Linked DNA regions of Mus musculus: region 2 is linked to region 1. The links are chromatin contacts, called in public HiChIP or PLAC-seq maps. All regions are on one chromosome and are shown on one strand. Each heading gives the region's core, a stretch centred on a gene start, on an enhancer-like site or on the middle of the called end of the contact. The rest is flanking DNA. Distances are from core to core; before and after follow the strand shown. Region 1 overlaps Rbpms (RNA binding protein gene with multiple splicing). Region 2 overlaps Gtf2e2 (general transcription factor II E, polypeptide 2 (beta subunit)).

Region 1 (7,741 bases), core at 2,790-5,289:
GGCTGGCCTCAGCTGTTAAATGTAAAGACGCCCCTTTATTTCATACAGGTGTACGTGAACCGCGTTTAGTGGTTTCTCCTAAAGGCCATCACTGTGCTTCCTCGTGGATGCTTGCTTAAGGGCGGCTAAAAGAGCATCTTAGAATTCAGTTACTTTTAAAGATGTATCTCCTGTTAGGATGCTGTGTAAACTGCTGAAGTGTAAAGATGAAGGCGACCTTTTTCCTTTCTGGCAGGGGCAATGGAAAGAGGTGCTGTGTGTCAATGGTAGAGTATGCGTTCAATCCGCTGTGGCAGGATAAGTCCTTTGTGTTATTTATTTATTTTTTAAGCATATTACAGTACTTTTAGATCTTGCACTTTAAAAGTCTCAATCAGTACGTACATGTGATAGCTGTGGCGGGCGGGGTGGATGGGAATTGAGCTTTGGTTTGTTCTCGGCTCCAGATGACTGTGTTTCGGTGGAGGAGAGCGAGCCCCTGACCCTTGGTTTTACTGCTTGGCACATGGTTTTCACCGAGGGAAGAGGGACAACTCAGCTTCCAATGGTCTGCTCCCAATTGCTCTTCTTTAGCTTGAAGTAATTCTACAGTTTAAATAAACTGACTACAGCCCAGAATGTAACCTTTCACCTCGGCCTGTGATAAGCTGCGTCTAAGTCTCCCATTAGATGGCACACTGTAGAAAAGCTGGCCTTGTAAGGTCTTGTTTATGTTGTGCTCTGGTTGCTAAGAGTGGTCACTGAAGAGCCCACGGTTCCTTAAGGACTTAAAGTCTTTCCTTGCATGGAATGGATGTCTTCTCTTTGTCGTGGTGGCCTCAAGGGTGGCTGTATTAGGCTGTAGGACACACCTGGAATCTCTGCAGTTGGGAGCCTGGGGCAGAGTTAGAAGCTAGCTTGGGCTGAATGGCAAGACTGTCTCAAGCCCAAAATGATTAGGGGGGAGACATTCCCACACATTTTGCTGCCTCACTAAAAGCATAAGATAGCAAAAGGAAAATCTTTTAACTTAGCTATTTCATTGGCCCTAGAAAACCTCCAGCTCTGGAAACATCCCTTTCTAGAGCTAACTTCTCCTTGAGTCTTATATGTGGACTCTTGAGTAAAAACCCTGGGCAAGTCTTTTCTCTAACAATGATGCCTTTTGCTTAGGACTAGACCCCTCCTTTAAGTACAAGCCTGATAGATACGGCATCCTGCAGTTGGTTGAGATAAAGCGGCTCCCCCTCCCCACTTGACAACACAGCAATATAATTTTACTGTTAAAACTTGGCTGACCCAAACATGAACTTTCAAAGAAAACAAGTCATTACTAAAAGGGATTCCATTTCGTTCCCGGGCCTAATTTAAGATGACTTAACAGAATGTTGAAAAAAAAAATTATCTTTCAATAGCCACTTAATTATGTGACAAATAGAGATTTTTGTATTTTGACTTAAAATATCCTGTTTTTTTGTGGGTTTATCTTTCTAGAGTATTTATACCAAATTAGGAATAATTTATGTTACTCACCTGAACATTGTCCTGTGGCTTTTAAGGGTAATAATTTATGAAAAACTAATTCCATAAGACTTACTAAGATTTGCCGATACAAATCTAAGAATAGCTCTTTGTTCTGTGTGCGCTGATTGTTTGGAACCAGTTCGAGAAGGGCCTGAAGCCCTTGGCTCTTAGCAGTGAAGCATGCTTTCCCTCCTTGGGACCTCTTCAAACACTTGGGAAATGTGGTCTTAGAGTCCTGGGGCAGTTCAGAAGAACAATGCTTAAAATGGTCCAGTCCAGTAAAGAAAACAAAGGGTTTTAGAGTCACAGAGCCTAGATTTAAAGCCACACTCCAAGGGATTGGCTCTGGGCACTGAGCCTCATTTACCTTAGCTGTTAAATGGGGACAGTTACGATGTCAGGATCATCAGGGATGAATGTGTATCTGTCTGTCTGTCTGTCTGTCTGTCTGTCTAGACATATACACATATTATGTACAGGATCTGATCAGTTCTCTAGGATGTGGTAGAAACTGATGAAATGGTAACTTCAGACATAGCGACTACACTCCATGGCTTGAGATCCAGGTTCTGTCTTTATTGAAGTTATCTCTTATAATGATTGAATAAATCATGAATTGCAGGCCAAAACTAGGGCTATGGTGTTTATGCGGTTTTTAAGCCTACGTTTTGTCTGTATTTTAAAATGAAGAAGTTAGTAGCAGTGGAGAGTGACAACACTCTTCATACTCTGAAGTGCTGTGATGTTAATTAAGCCCAGTAATAGTAGAACATAAGATAAACATATCAAGGGCTGTGTGTGAGGGCAAAGGAAGTTAGTGATCTTTTGTTCTCCCTAGGAACAAAAAAATCAGTCAGTTGTTGTATCTGCTCTATTTCTAAAAGTCCTAATTAGCTCATATTTGTTGTTTAATTCTCCTTTTTTTTTCTTGGTGTTTTTCCTTTTGTTGGTGAGTTTGTAGAAGTCTATATACCTATTAGCTAAAACTAAAGGTTTTCTTGGTTTAGGGGAAGGACAACATCACTGGCCTCAAGCAATTTATAATCTCTACTAGGATAAACGGAAAGAAAATAAAAGGGTCTTGAAATACTTCCAAAGAAGACATGTCCCGTCCATCTGGCCTTGGGAGTCGATAAGCTAGTGTTAGTCCCCTCTAGGTGACACCTTATATATGTGAATCTTGTAGGAGTTGTGCTTTCTTTTCGGACACGTGGTTTCAGGGATCAGACTCAGGCTGTCCATCAGACTTGGCGGCAAGCACCTTTACCTGGCAATAGTCACGTCACTGGTCCCCCAACAATTTCTGTGTCGTAGTTTTCAGATCCTTTATTAACCTGATTACTCTTCTTCATTGGGGTTCCAGTTTCCCTAAGATGGACCCCCACACCCCAACACATCCAGTTCTTTTAAATAGGGCAAGTTGGTACCCACTGTGGTTCTTTAACACGAAAGTCCACATTAGTGCTCTCAGCCATGTCCTGTTTCAGTGCTTGTTTGAGGCTGGGGGTTTGTGGGGGGCATAGCTTACTGATGCTGTGGCAGGCTTCCACATAGTTTGCTTGTGTTTTCTTTTATAATTCACTATGTTGAATTCATAGAACTGGCTTTGTTTTTTTTTTCCCAACAGAGGCCCATGCATATGGGTGCGTCATAAAATTAACAGAATGAATAATGAGCCTGTAAATGTTTGTACTCCCTTGCCATGGTATGTGTAGCAATTTGACCTGGAGTTGTCCGGATTATAGGTTGAAACATTAAAATTGATTTTATCAGGCTGACATTCAGAAAAACAAACTTAAGATGAGTTTTGTATTCAGCTGTTTCAGTCCTTTTTTTTTTCCTTTTTCTCTCAAGAACTTTTTTTTTTTAAACATAGGAGTTGATTTATCTGTTACACAATTTTGTCTTAGAGTATAATTTTAGCTATTTATCATTATTCATTCTTGTCTTTCCCTTTTCTTGCTGACAAATTGTCTCCTGGCTTTTGGTAAAAAGACCAGAAAACAAACATGTTTCTAAAAATAATATGGCCAGTGAAGGTACGAGCCAAATGCTTGTTTTGTTCTATTTTCTTTCCAAATTTTACGATGTTCCCCATAACCTTTATCAGATACGTACAGCATATGTGCATTTTTCTCTCATATCCTTCCTGTGTAGTCCAGGAAAACACACTTAAGTAGAGCCAGGAAGTTGATGGTAGTCACTATTCCAGGGGCTAAGGGAGGCACTAGTAGCTCCAAATGCCAGCACCTCGGGTCTGTAAGGAACTTGTCCAGAGAAATGTGCTCAAGTGCGTTTAAGGAATATGAGCACTGGACTTTCCTGTCTGTGGAGTGAAGTTAGTGACAGGCAGCATGGTGCCCACATGGAGACCTGCCCTGCTCGTGCAGACACAGCCACCTGTGCCTGTGGCTCTCTGCTAACCCGCGGGAGAAGTTAGAGCCGGTACAGGCACTTTAGCATCATGTGTGGTGGTGCTGGCTGGGCATGCAGCAATGGCTGCCTCTGAGGCTATGGCCGGAAGTGTAGCTGCTGTCCCCTGCTTCCGCTTCCGGTCTCCGCTGAAGGCCCCACACCATGCATCCCTGGGCCAGAGAAAGACTATGGCTGAGAAGAGGGTCCCGGGAGGACAGACCACACTGTGGCCAAACAGGAAAGCCTTCCATCTGACTCGGGGTGGGGATGTAATGGGAAAGGCTGCGGATTTACAGAAACAGGATGAAGCGCCACAGACAGACCCACGCTCTGGAAATGCCCGGGATGAGTGAGAGGTAGCCGAGGAAATGAACCCCAGAGTGAGGCTCAGAGCTACTCTCTACCTTTCTGGTCTTACTAGCAAGAAAGCCAGATGTGTCTTTCATTCCGTAGCTTAATATTGCCCGCAGGAGCAGAGAGAATGTGGTATACGTAAGCCCGGGACACATCTGTGGCCTCTTTATGTGCCCGTTCTACCAGATCCTGTAAAAGTATGTTGTCAAGAGGAACCAGATTATCAAACTAACTTTTAGTATTAAGAGACTTACCTCATGAGCGAGAAATGCTGACGACACTAAAACTTTCAGGACATTTTTTTTTCTTAATTTTCTGGAGGGTTTATCTTTCAGAGTTAAGAGGAGGAAAATGAAACAAAGAAAGGGAGCAGCAGGGAGGGGTGTGTGTGAATCACCGAAGATACCACCTTATCTGTCTTCTTGACTTTAGTCTCTGGCGCATTTCCATTAATGGGCAAGGAACGTCCCAGCACTTCTACACCTGTTATGTGTAAACTCTTGTGACATGAATAATCTGTTGTCCACAGCCTGTCTTCCCGAACTTGTGCTCCCCCCCCCCCCCCAGCTATGCCAGGTTTGGGATCTATCCGCACTTTTCGTGGCCACAGAGGCTGGGAGAAATTTAAACTCTATTTTGTTGGCTTCTCACACCTCCCATTTGTACCCCCAGGTCCTCTGAGGTTGCTTGATCATTATGAATGTCAAACACTAGCAACTATGCTCATTGATTTTCTTAAGGAAGCGTTGGAATGTTAATAAAACCTCAGGAACTTTTATGTGCTGTTGATGGGACTGTAAGGAAAAAGGTTATGTCCCTGCTTCAAAAAGAAAAACAGAAAAACCCAGAAACGATTACGTTGTGACCCTGTTGTCTTGCTTCTGGATATACAAATCTTCTCAAGAAAATGGAAGCAAGATCAAGAATTGAAGATGTTTATGTGGAGGTCAGAAGTCTGTTCTTTTATCATGCGGGTCTCAAGGTTTACACTCAGGTGGTGGAACTTGGTAGCAAGCACCCTTATCTACTGAAGCCATATTACAAGTCCTCTATTTTATTAAGGTTTAATACAAGTTGATTAGTTTTCATTTGTCACACACTATGGACTAAGTGTTGAGATGACAGTTATAGTATTCTAAAGCGGTGTGCATATGTATATATGGTTGACCTTGGGCACGGCAGCAGAAAACTGAAATAATGTGGATTATAAGTCATTCCGCAGCACTAGGCTTACAGGTGCTGTTACCCTGCCGGGCTTTTATGGGAATGCTTAGGGACCAAACTCAGGGTTACAGATCAGATATATTGCCAATTGAGCCATCGCCCAGTCCTCTGGAGGTACAGTCCCCTTCCTGTAGTTTAGGCTACATTACATTTGCCGTATGGCAGTAGATGCTTGAACTCCTGGATCCTGGTCCTCTGTCTCCACCTCCCTCGTGCTGGGATTATAGGTTGAGCTACCCAGTGAGTTACCAGATTGAGCGTGGTAGAGTATCATGCTCACAAGAGAGCACTTCTTCACACCGCTGTGGACAGAAAGCAGAGACAGAGGACAGCATACTGAGGTTCTGATTTGCTTGAAAGGCATTGTCTCTCGTGACCAACTTCCTCTGAGCTTGTTGATGGCATGTTGGAATTCCTATTGCGATGCCCTGCTGTCTTCAACAGATAGTTGTCCTCTTAGGCCCCTCAGTTGCCATGGCCATTTTGTACACAATGGGAAAGAGGAAAGGAACATTTTGCTTTAAAAAGCATAGCCTAAAAGTTAGATAATCACTTGTGTGTGTCCACAGCATAGGCCAGGACAAAGCAATGTAGTTTCGGTCGTCATTAGCGTGGGAGTTTGGAATATTATGTGCCTAGCTGAAATTCCTTTGTACATGAAATTAGAAGAATAAATATTGCCGGGAATGGGCAGTTGAGACTGAAGTGTATAATGTTTTTGAATTGTGGTTACTCATGAAGGGGGAAAACTGACTATTATGTAGCCATTGGTACTATAAGCCACCAAAATCCCTAGAAAATATGTGCATTGCTGTTTTGCCTGCCTGCATGTCTCTGAAGGTGCCAGATCCCCTGGGCCTGGGAGTTATAGACAGTTGTGAGCTGCCCTGTTGGTACTGGGAATTGAACCTAGGTCCTCTGGAAGAGCAGTTGGTGCTCTCTACCCCTGAGCCATCTCTCTAGCACCAACATTTTCTTCTTACTTGGCAGTTGTTGAGAAAACATCTCCTAACCTTAATTCAGATTCTGTAAGGATATAGAATAGCTTTTGAGACGAGATGGTTTGGGGGAGTGTATCTCAGTGGTTGAGAGTGCTATGCTTGCCTAACACGCACAAGAACAACTTGGGTTTGAGCTCCTTCTCTGCCAAAAGCAAGCAGCAACAAAGGAAAACACAGGAAGAAGAACTCACGCACCTTTCTCAGAGCTGCATCCTTTCATTGCGTTGGTAGAGAAACCTGTGCTACAGTCCCAACAGTGACTAGTAGACCCTCCTTTCTTTATAGTATCTCCAGATTGCCCTCAGTCTGGTGCTGGGATTATGGGCTGGGCCCCATGCCCAGTTTATACACTGGTGGGAATTGAACCCAGGATTTTGTACATGTTTGGGTAGCATTGTACGAACTAAGCTACATCTCCATCCACCTGTCTGGTTATTTTATTTTATTAAAGAAAATGCCATTTGGTATATATGGGGGAAAATTCAAAATAGTGCTGTTAAGGTAACTGTCACATAACTTCATTTGTAAAGGGTTTTTGTTTGATAGGCGATAGATTATAAGTAGCTCTCATATAAACAGGAGCATTCCAGAAGCTCTCAGTCCATTGCCTCCTCGTCTCAGGAGTGTGTGTTTACTTAGGCTGGTCGCTGTTCCTGATTCCCTCCTGCTGTGAGAATGCATGTGTTTCTTAAAACAATCAGTAAAAGTTATTAACACGCTTGACCACTGCGGGGCCCAGTGTAGACAACCTAAACTGGTGTCACGATGTTTGCACAGTTATTTTCGTTAATTTAAATGGCTAGAATTTAGCCTATTAGTGGATGTCGGTCAGATACTGGAAGGGTAACCTCTGTATCTGGTACTTTTTCCTGTAACATTTAGCTTGTGTGAGGTTCCCATGTTCTTTTTTTTTTTTTTTTTTGTAAAGATTTGTTTATTTTATGTATGTAAGTAAGTACTTTGCTCTCTTCAGACACACTAGAAGAGTGTGCATCGCGGATCCCATCACACATGGTTGTGAGCCACCATGTGGTTGCTGGGAATTGAACTCAGGACCTCTGGAAGTTCAAGCAGTCAGTGCTCTCAACTGCTGAGCCATCTCTCCAGCCCCCATGTGTTCATTTTTGGTTGTGCCATAGAACTGAGGTATAGAAGCTCCACAGTGTGATTGCAAAGTTTTGTAATTTCTGTGATTAACCCCCGTGTCCATCCTATCATCGGCTTCAGGGCCAACACTTCCTGTT
Region 2 (7,741 bases), core at 3,273-5,772, 110 kb after region 1:
AAGCATTGGCCTACCTGAGTAGCTAGCTGGTCTGGCAGCCATGTCAGATAGACCGCCCATCATGTTCTCTGGACGTGCTCATCTTGAGACTACCTACTACATTGCACAGGGCAGGGAATGAAACAGTGGCCCTCTGCAATGAATACCCTTGCTTCAAGACTTCAAGGCCCAAAGTTAGTCTTGTGTTATGTGCAACACATTTCCAGAGGCTGTGACAGCACAGCCTCTCCTGCTCCTCAAAAAAGAGCTATGTATTATTATGTTGACCTCAGAATTCCCAGCTGCTGTTACTAGACATAATCACAATCTTTGTATCTTTGTTTTTGATCTGCTTGTGTTGTGTTGAAAAGGGTCATATTTTAATGATTTTTGTCAGTGGTTTGGGAGGGTTATTTCATTATTTTTCATGAGAAGTAATGTCAAGTTTTTAAAGGTTTAAAAAAAGAAACACCAAGGCCTGGAATATGGGCCTTTTCACTGTAAACTAGAGGACGGGGGCAGGCAGCACTGGGAACTTAGACATCCAAGCTGGTGTTCAGGGACTGCTCATGGCCCCAGCCCCCGTGCCACTTGACTGTGAGACTCCTACTTGCTTTATCATCAATTATGCTTTTATAAATTGTGTAAAGGTACTTTTGTATTGTCATTTTTTAAAAAAAATAATAAAAGTTTATTCCAGCCATTACATGATTTGTCTGACAACTTACATCAAGCAGGCATGTCCTAGGATGCACAGATTTCCAAAGATTCTGCCAGTGATGGGAGTCAAGGTAATTACGACACACCCAGCTGCCACCAAGGGACCCACGGACCTCAGTAAAAGGTACCAGCCACCCTAACCTACAAAGTTTTGAGACAGGCAGACTCCATGACAGGCTTCAGATTGGCAGTTCAGGAGACCAGGCAAGTCAGTTCCCGAAAAAAGCACCAGGCCTCCTCAGGCACCCAGTCAGAAAGTGCCCTGCCACCTGGCCTGAGGCAAAGGCAATGGATCAGCAACAGTTTCTAGCCCAGACACCTCAGAAATGGTTCTGGAACGTCCCTAGCGATAGAGCCAACAGATTAAGATAGAGGTCACCTCCTTCCCACCCCACCCCCCGACAGACACACACTCACCCCGAATTCCCCTAATATACTTTAAATCAGGCCTGCAAGCTCACTGGGGTACATCCACCTTGGTACATGGTACATACACCCCAGCATTCTGAACTTGTACAGAATAAAGTACTCTTTGCTTACTATTTGAGTCCAGGGTGTCATTCTTTGGCAAATTATGGACCTTTACAGTTTGAAGTCAAAATTGTTATGGTTCTTCCAAGCACAGGTGCATACACCTTAAATCCCAGGAGACTGAGGCCAGCCTGGTCTACATAGTGAGTTTCAGGACAGCCAGAACCAAACACTGAGACCCTGTTTGTTGCGGGGGGGGGGGGGGGCGCACACACGACGCAGATGACTCAGAAGTTAGTAGAGGACTGGAGTGAGGTTCCCAGTACCTAGATCTAGTGACTCCCAGCAGTAACTTGAGGTCCATGGGTATAATATCCTCTTAGACCACCCACATCACATCTAGAAAAAACGTGGCTGCTGATCTAGCCAAGATGATAGTATTCTACATACTCTCAGTTACCCTTTACTCCACCCCAGGTCTTATGGATCCCCAGAGCTTTTGGTGCTCCTTGCCTCACCTCCCAGTGCAGGATTCCCAGGATTGGCATGCAGGGTTTTAGGAGTCTGCTAGGCAAGTACCTGAGTTCCATCTCCAGCCCGACGCTCACCTCTTAAATGTTCAGTAGTCACTGGTGACTTGCAGTCTTAAACACTGATAATTTGCAGTCTTAGGCTCTGATATTTTTTTCAGAGACTAGCCACCAAAACCAAGACATAGTCACTGCTTTCTGGTCATTTGGCACTCACAAAGACAACTAGTGTATCTTTCACCAACACCCTCCAGCTCTTGGAATTATTAACGAAGACTGTTCTGTGTGAACAAACTGATCTGTGTGGCTTTGTCTTCAAGTTAGCTGTTCCTAACTAGTCTAGAGGCTCCAACTCTTAAGACACCAGAGACTACCACACACAGGCTAATCACTGGAGGGTCACTACCTCAAGCAATCTTAACTTGTCATGTCACATCTGTATGCATTTTCCACAAGAGGCCTTGAGGGTCAGTCAGATACATACCCACTGACCAAGCACTTAACACCTACTTCACTAACTTTCTCTACAAGCACCAACAGCTGCTCTCACTATTGAGCAGAAATGAATGCAGGGTCTTTGGGAACCAGTTAACTTGGGATTAGGAAAGGGTTCAAAAGGTCTCACTTTACATAGGCTTAAAAGGAATGGTAACTGAGCCAAATGGACTCTCCCCACAACTGCATCACAACTGACATGACTATTGAGTCTTACGTGTCCAAATGAGAACGCCTCTAGTTAAATCACATCTGTACTTCAGATTAACCGGACCCAGTGCCTGCATGTCTGCCCACATTTCATGAACAACTTTGCAACTAGTACTGCCCCATTCCAACATGTGGCATACTTAGTTATGTGGCACAATGAACATCCTTCAGAACTAACCAGACAATGGTGGTGAGGGTTCATAAGCCCAGGAGGCCTGAGTCCAAGAGTGAGAAAGCCAGCCAGCACCCTGAATTCTCAATTTCAAAAATCATGACTTCTTGTGTCTAAGTAACCGAAGCCCGATGACTGCTGAGAGCTCAGGCAAGACAAGCTCCATGCTAGAAATGCAGACAGCTGTGCCCCATTCTCCTGGCCACTGGGACAAGACAGCTGCTAACTGCTCAGTGAAACTAGCTCTCTTCCTTCTTTAACTTTTAAACTAGGGCTATGTTCTCAATGACAAAACAATTTACGATATTTTTGGAAGACGGGAGGATTTCACTAACTAGTGACATGATCTCTAAATACTGATTCTCTGAAATACTCAAAATGCTTAAAACTTTTTTTAAAAAAGATTATATGTAAGTACACTGTAGCTTCAGACACTCCGGAAGAGGGCATCAGATTTTGTTACGGATGGTTGTGAGCCACCATGTGGTTGCTGGGATTTGAACTCAGGACCTTTGGAAGAGCAGTTGGTGCTCTGAGCCATTTCTCCAGCCCCCCTTAAAACTTTTAATGACTGGTGTTAAACAAACTATATGCAGTTGGCACTTTGATTGAAGTATCCAAATTATCAACCAGAACCAATACTAACCCTCCATCAACTGCCTTGCTCTGCCCAGGTTTCAAAAGCCATCCTGCAAGAACGGTTTCATACTGTCCTCCTTTGTAGCCCAGTGATACCCACAAGCTCTCCTTTACTGCTGTACCTTTATTGGGGGCGGTGGAAAGTCTTCTCACAAACTCTTAACATAACCTGACCAGAAGAAGCCCCAGTAAAGTCTGGGTGGTGGTGCATCCCTTTAACCCAACCCCAGCACCTGAGGCAGGCAGACCTGAATTTGAGGCCAGTTTGGTCTACAGAGGGAGTTCCAAACCAGCCAGGGCTACAGAGAGAAACCCTGTCTGGGAAAAAAAAAAACAAAATGAGGGGCTGGAGAGTCGGCTTGGTGCTTAAGGGGATCCAGGTTCAAATCCCACCACCCACATGGCAGCTTACAACTATTCGTAACTCCAAGATCTGACACCCTCACACAGACATACATGTAGGCAATGCATGTTTTGTTTTGTTAAGAGAGAACTTTAAATAACCCAATAGTGTAGCCTTTGTCTCAACTGCTCACATGCATGCCTCACTGATGTGATGCAGATTAGAAGTTGGGTACAGCAACACATTCTTGTGACCCTGGCGTTCATGGAGCTGAGATAGGATGCAGAAATGAACTACAAAGCCAGGCCTTCCCCAGCCCTATCCCCAGTGAGAAATGATTAGGTCAAATGCTTAAATTTCACCCAAGGTGTCTTTTGAGCAAAAACAGGCCTAAATGCCCTTTGAGATAATGTTCAAATTAAAATATTTACATGGACAAAGGAGCAGTTTTCTCCTGAAACTACAACAGAGGATTTCAATGTAAGGACTGCCAAACATGTTCAGTGTCCTACAGTATTAGTCAAGTGCAAAAATAAAGCAGTTTTTGATATTTCTAGAGCTGGCTGTTGTGTAGGTCCTAGGTACTTACCCAGAGCCACGTGTATGCAGTGTCCTGGTCAGGTGAAATGTCACAAGGTCACAGGAATGTGCTAACCAACTTCCAGAGGGCCTGTCAGTCTGCTAAGGAGGCACGTGTTCCTCCTATACATGTATTAACTGTGCCAGATCACACTCAGCTTCCAAGACAAGACATGTTTAAGGTGTTATGGCCAAGGACTAGCCATTCCTATTTATTTCTAGTGGAAAACCCTTCATGAAGGAAAGTGTGCTTCTACTCTAGAACCACAAGAGGGGCAAAGTCAGACCCTGTCCCGTCTGGGAAGCGACGACCTGTCCCACGTGCAGCACATGCAGCTGCACAGACAACAGTGAGACAGACAAGAGGGCGTCACTGCTTCCCAGGCACAGAACTAGTCTCAGCTAGCAAACAGCAGTCAGTGAAACCTGAGAAAAACCCCAAACTTCCCCAAAATGAACCAAAGTAAAAAAAAGCGGTACTAGAAAAAAAAGGGGCACTGAGTTTCACCTTCTATGCCTGGTATGATTGCCATTATAAGGACTGGGAAATTCACAATCCAGATGTATTTGTCCCACATGAGTGCCTACCTTCAGAGCAAGCTTCTTCCACTCTAGTGACTGCAAACAAAGGCTCAGGAGAGGAATCCAGGACTGCATCCACACACTCCCTAGAAGAAGCGGGACCAAAGTCCCTCCATCGGCTTTCCCCAGCACTCACATCAACTAGTCTTGAGTGTTTCTCCATCCCCTGGGTCCACCCATCATCTGACCATATTTACAGGCTGTGACAGCAGCAGCCAAATGGTCATTTTTTTTATACTTTATCTAAGTTCCACTACATCTCTCTTAGCTAGCCCTAAAAGCCTCTTGTGATTGTGATGAATTATAGATCAGATGCCTTTTAACTCTCCCAACCATGCCCATTCCCACCTGCTTCTAAATGGCAGCAGATCTGACACAAACTGGCAGAGGTGAGACCAAGACTTCAACTTGAAATTGTCTTTAGTCACCCAGAAGAGCTGCTGCCAGAATCCTTTCTTTTTTATTATGGTCACTGAACACAACCACCTACTCCCTACACACCACCCAGGGATATAGTCTAGTACTTCAGCAGAGAGAATAACAAAGGGAACTGTTTGCAAGACAATGCAAGTGAGTGAAACCAAATCAGAGAATTTGCAAGTTTGCCAACTAGTGAACAAACTTTGTTTTGCTAGATTTAGTTTCTTCATTTCTGTGGAGATAAAAAATTAGAATCAATTATCAGGCCAGTCCCTAAGGACGAGACAGACTGAGCTAGAAATCACTGGGACACAGACCTGGTGGTAAGGCATGTATCTGAGCAGGCCTCAAGTCTGCCTCCTTATAAAGCCAGACAAAGCAGTAAGACAGACAGACTTGCACTTTCAGACCTGGGCCATAACTTAGCTTGGAGAACATGGTTGCAAATGGAGGTACCTGCTGGGAGATAAGTGAGTTCTAGCTTTATGGGGAAAGCTAATTTGATGCCATAACTATTATAAATCCTTACCAGCAAAAGCCTTCAGACACCAGGCAAGGGGGTAAATTTCTTACCTTCTGACTACGGGAACCCAGACTGACGTCTGCTTAGACCGTATTTTAGAGCTGGAGGTGAGGAAGATGTGAAGTACCAGAACACTCCCCAGAGGCCCAGAGCCCCACCTTTCCTGAGGACGCCAAACCTGGTTTCTGTATTCCAACATCACTTAATATGTAAGACGAGACTTGTGACTCCCCTCAGGAGCGTGGCACACATCAGAGGGAACCCTCCAACTTCACCATCTTGGTAATGGCTCTGACTGGAACTGCACGGACTGTTAACAGGTGACAGAGGGCCCTCACCAGAGTCCGCCACGCCAGCTCTCAGGGGAGAGCCAGGATATGGTGAAGCTGATGTTCAGGTTGGCAAGGAGTTTCCCTATCCATGTTCAGGGTGGTAGCAAATCATGAATCCAACTTAGTAAATGCTGGCTTAGCTTTTTAAAACAAAGCATTAACATTTATATTTCGTGTAATTTTATTGCTTAGCTTATTAACCAGAGGCATACCCTGTGTTCCAAAGATGAAATCCTTACGCCAACAGTACTGACTCTAACCTCTGTCATATCCTAAACATCCCCCCAGACAAGTCAGGGGCTGCAGCTGCTCCCTGCCATTTTCAAGAAGTAAGAGACAAACTGAATTTCCTAACTTCTTAAACATCTTCCTACAAATGATTTTATTATAAATATTTTTTCTTGGAATAAACAAAACTGCATTCAGCACCATCCTCCAACTTCTTCTAAACGAATAGAGAAAACATGGAATCCAGAACCATTTAGAAATCAAGATAAATAGCAGACACCTGAGTGTCATATAAGTGTCTTTCTAATAAAATAAAACAAACAAACCCAGAAAGTTAAACAGGAACACCCATTCCTTCCCACTAGCCTGCTGGATGAAAAGAATGAGTCTGGTAACCCGCTCCTGTTCTGTAAACTGAGCAGCTCCTCTCTCAGGCCTGAGGAGCAGGCAGGAAGGCAGACAGTCTTGAGATCCCAAGCATCAAGAAAGATCTCGACTGCGTGTCTGTAACTGTGTTTAGGAATAAAAGTGTTCCCTATTTGCCCGGGGTAATGTCCGAGTAATCCTTCAGCACTCCAGCCAAGTGTTCATTGTGAGTCTTAAACCGTCGCTTTTTCTGTGAAGCAGGCTTTTTCCTTCTCTGAATAGAGGCCTGCAGGACAAGGTAAAGACAGTTAAACACAAGTGACCCTAGGGGACAGAAGGTTAAGATTTACTCAACAAGCTCAAAGCACAGGGTTCTGAGCCTTTCCTGGTTCTTGCTTGGAGGTCCGACCTCAAACACCCCATTCACAGTACACCCAGCCTCCATCTAGAGCTGTGCCTTCTGATACCACAAGGCTTTATAAACCTCCATTGGAAAAGAGCAGGCAGGCACAAAAGCAAAACACAACTCTCCTGGGCATTAAGTCAGTAAAATGAGAGGCGATGAATTTCTGTGCTGTCTCCATCAGAGGGAATCCCTCCCTCACTCTTGGACAGCAGGATGAGGAGCAGCTAACCGTTCAGAAGAAGCGACTAAACTGCTTTTCTAAAGAATACATACCACTTTCTTTGGTCCAGATTCCTGCATGGAAGAAATACCCTGTCGCTTCAGATACTCTTCAATTTTCTCCTCATCCATTGAATCCACAGTGACACTCCTCCACAGTTTCTGGAATTCTGTACCAAGACAGTAATTATTTTACCATAAATTTGTATAAACCACAGCATTTTTGGTGATCAAAATTCACCTTGAATAGTATCTGTCCTGGGCCTAAATTAGTACATCTTAGATTTAACTAAGAAAACAAAGAAATACCTTAAACCCTGGCAGGCACTCAGGAGGCAAAGTAGGCAGACCTCCACAAGTTCAAGGCCAGCCCTGCCTAACAGCAAGTTCCAGGCAAACAATGAGGATACATAGTGAGACACGGTCTCAACAAAGAAAGAAGGAAAGAGTGAAACAGAGACACGGACACAAGAGAAAGAGAAAACGGCAAAAGTATGTCAAGTGCTGGAGGCTGTGTGACCTGGAAG

What was found. HiChIP or PLAC-seq counts read pairs in DNA pulled down with a chosen protein or histone mark.
Region 2: an H3K27ac HiChIP or PLAC-seq map of embryonic stem cells shows a contact between it and region 1, with 6 read pairs. The contact joins two enhancer-like sites. A contact is called at or near these places in 1 of 15 datasets of contacts at CTCF or cohesin (embryonic stem cells), 11 of 484 Hi-C or Micro-C datasets (Sertoli cells, embryonic stem cells, extraembryonic ectoderm and 5 more), 6 of 115 datasets of contacts at active chromatin or transcription factors (embryonic stem cells, extraembryonic endoderm stem cells, heart atrium and 2 more) and 4 of 9 other capture datasets (adipose tissue, embryonic stem cells, liver and 1 more).

Annotation. Positions count from the first base shown.
Region 1 is chr8:33,882,134-33,889,874 of GRCm38.p6, reverse strand. The region is part of intron 1 of Rbpms (RNA binding protein gene with multiple splicing); the gene reads left to right. Among named protein-coding and RNA genes, the nearest start is that of Gm51528, 38 kb to the left of the region's middle. Within about 2 kb of position 4,039, at least 64 of the 459 cell types and tissues checked have an H3K27ac peak or open chromatin away from gene starts, as enhancers often do. A contact at or near this core is called in embryonic stem cells, where this site is marked.
Region 2 is chr8:33,775,587-33,783,327 of GRCm38.p6, reverse strand. Gtf2e2 (general transcription factor II E, polypeptide 2 (beta subunit)) reads right to left here. Exons shown (of 8, transcript NM_026584.3): 7 at 7,269-7,384; 8 at 6,155-6,875. The coding sequence ends at 6,759. Rbpms (RNA binding protein gene with multiple splicing) reads left to right here. Exons shown (of 8, transcript NM_001042674.2): 8 at 1-684. Among named protein-coding and RNA genes, the nearest start is that of Smim18, 32 kb to the right of the region's middle. Within about 2 kb of position 4,522, at least 12 of the 459 cell types and tissues checked have an H3K27ac peak or open chromatin away from gene starts, as enhancers often do. A contact at or near this core is called in embryonic stem cells, where this site is marked.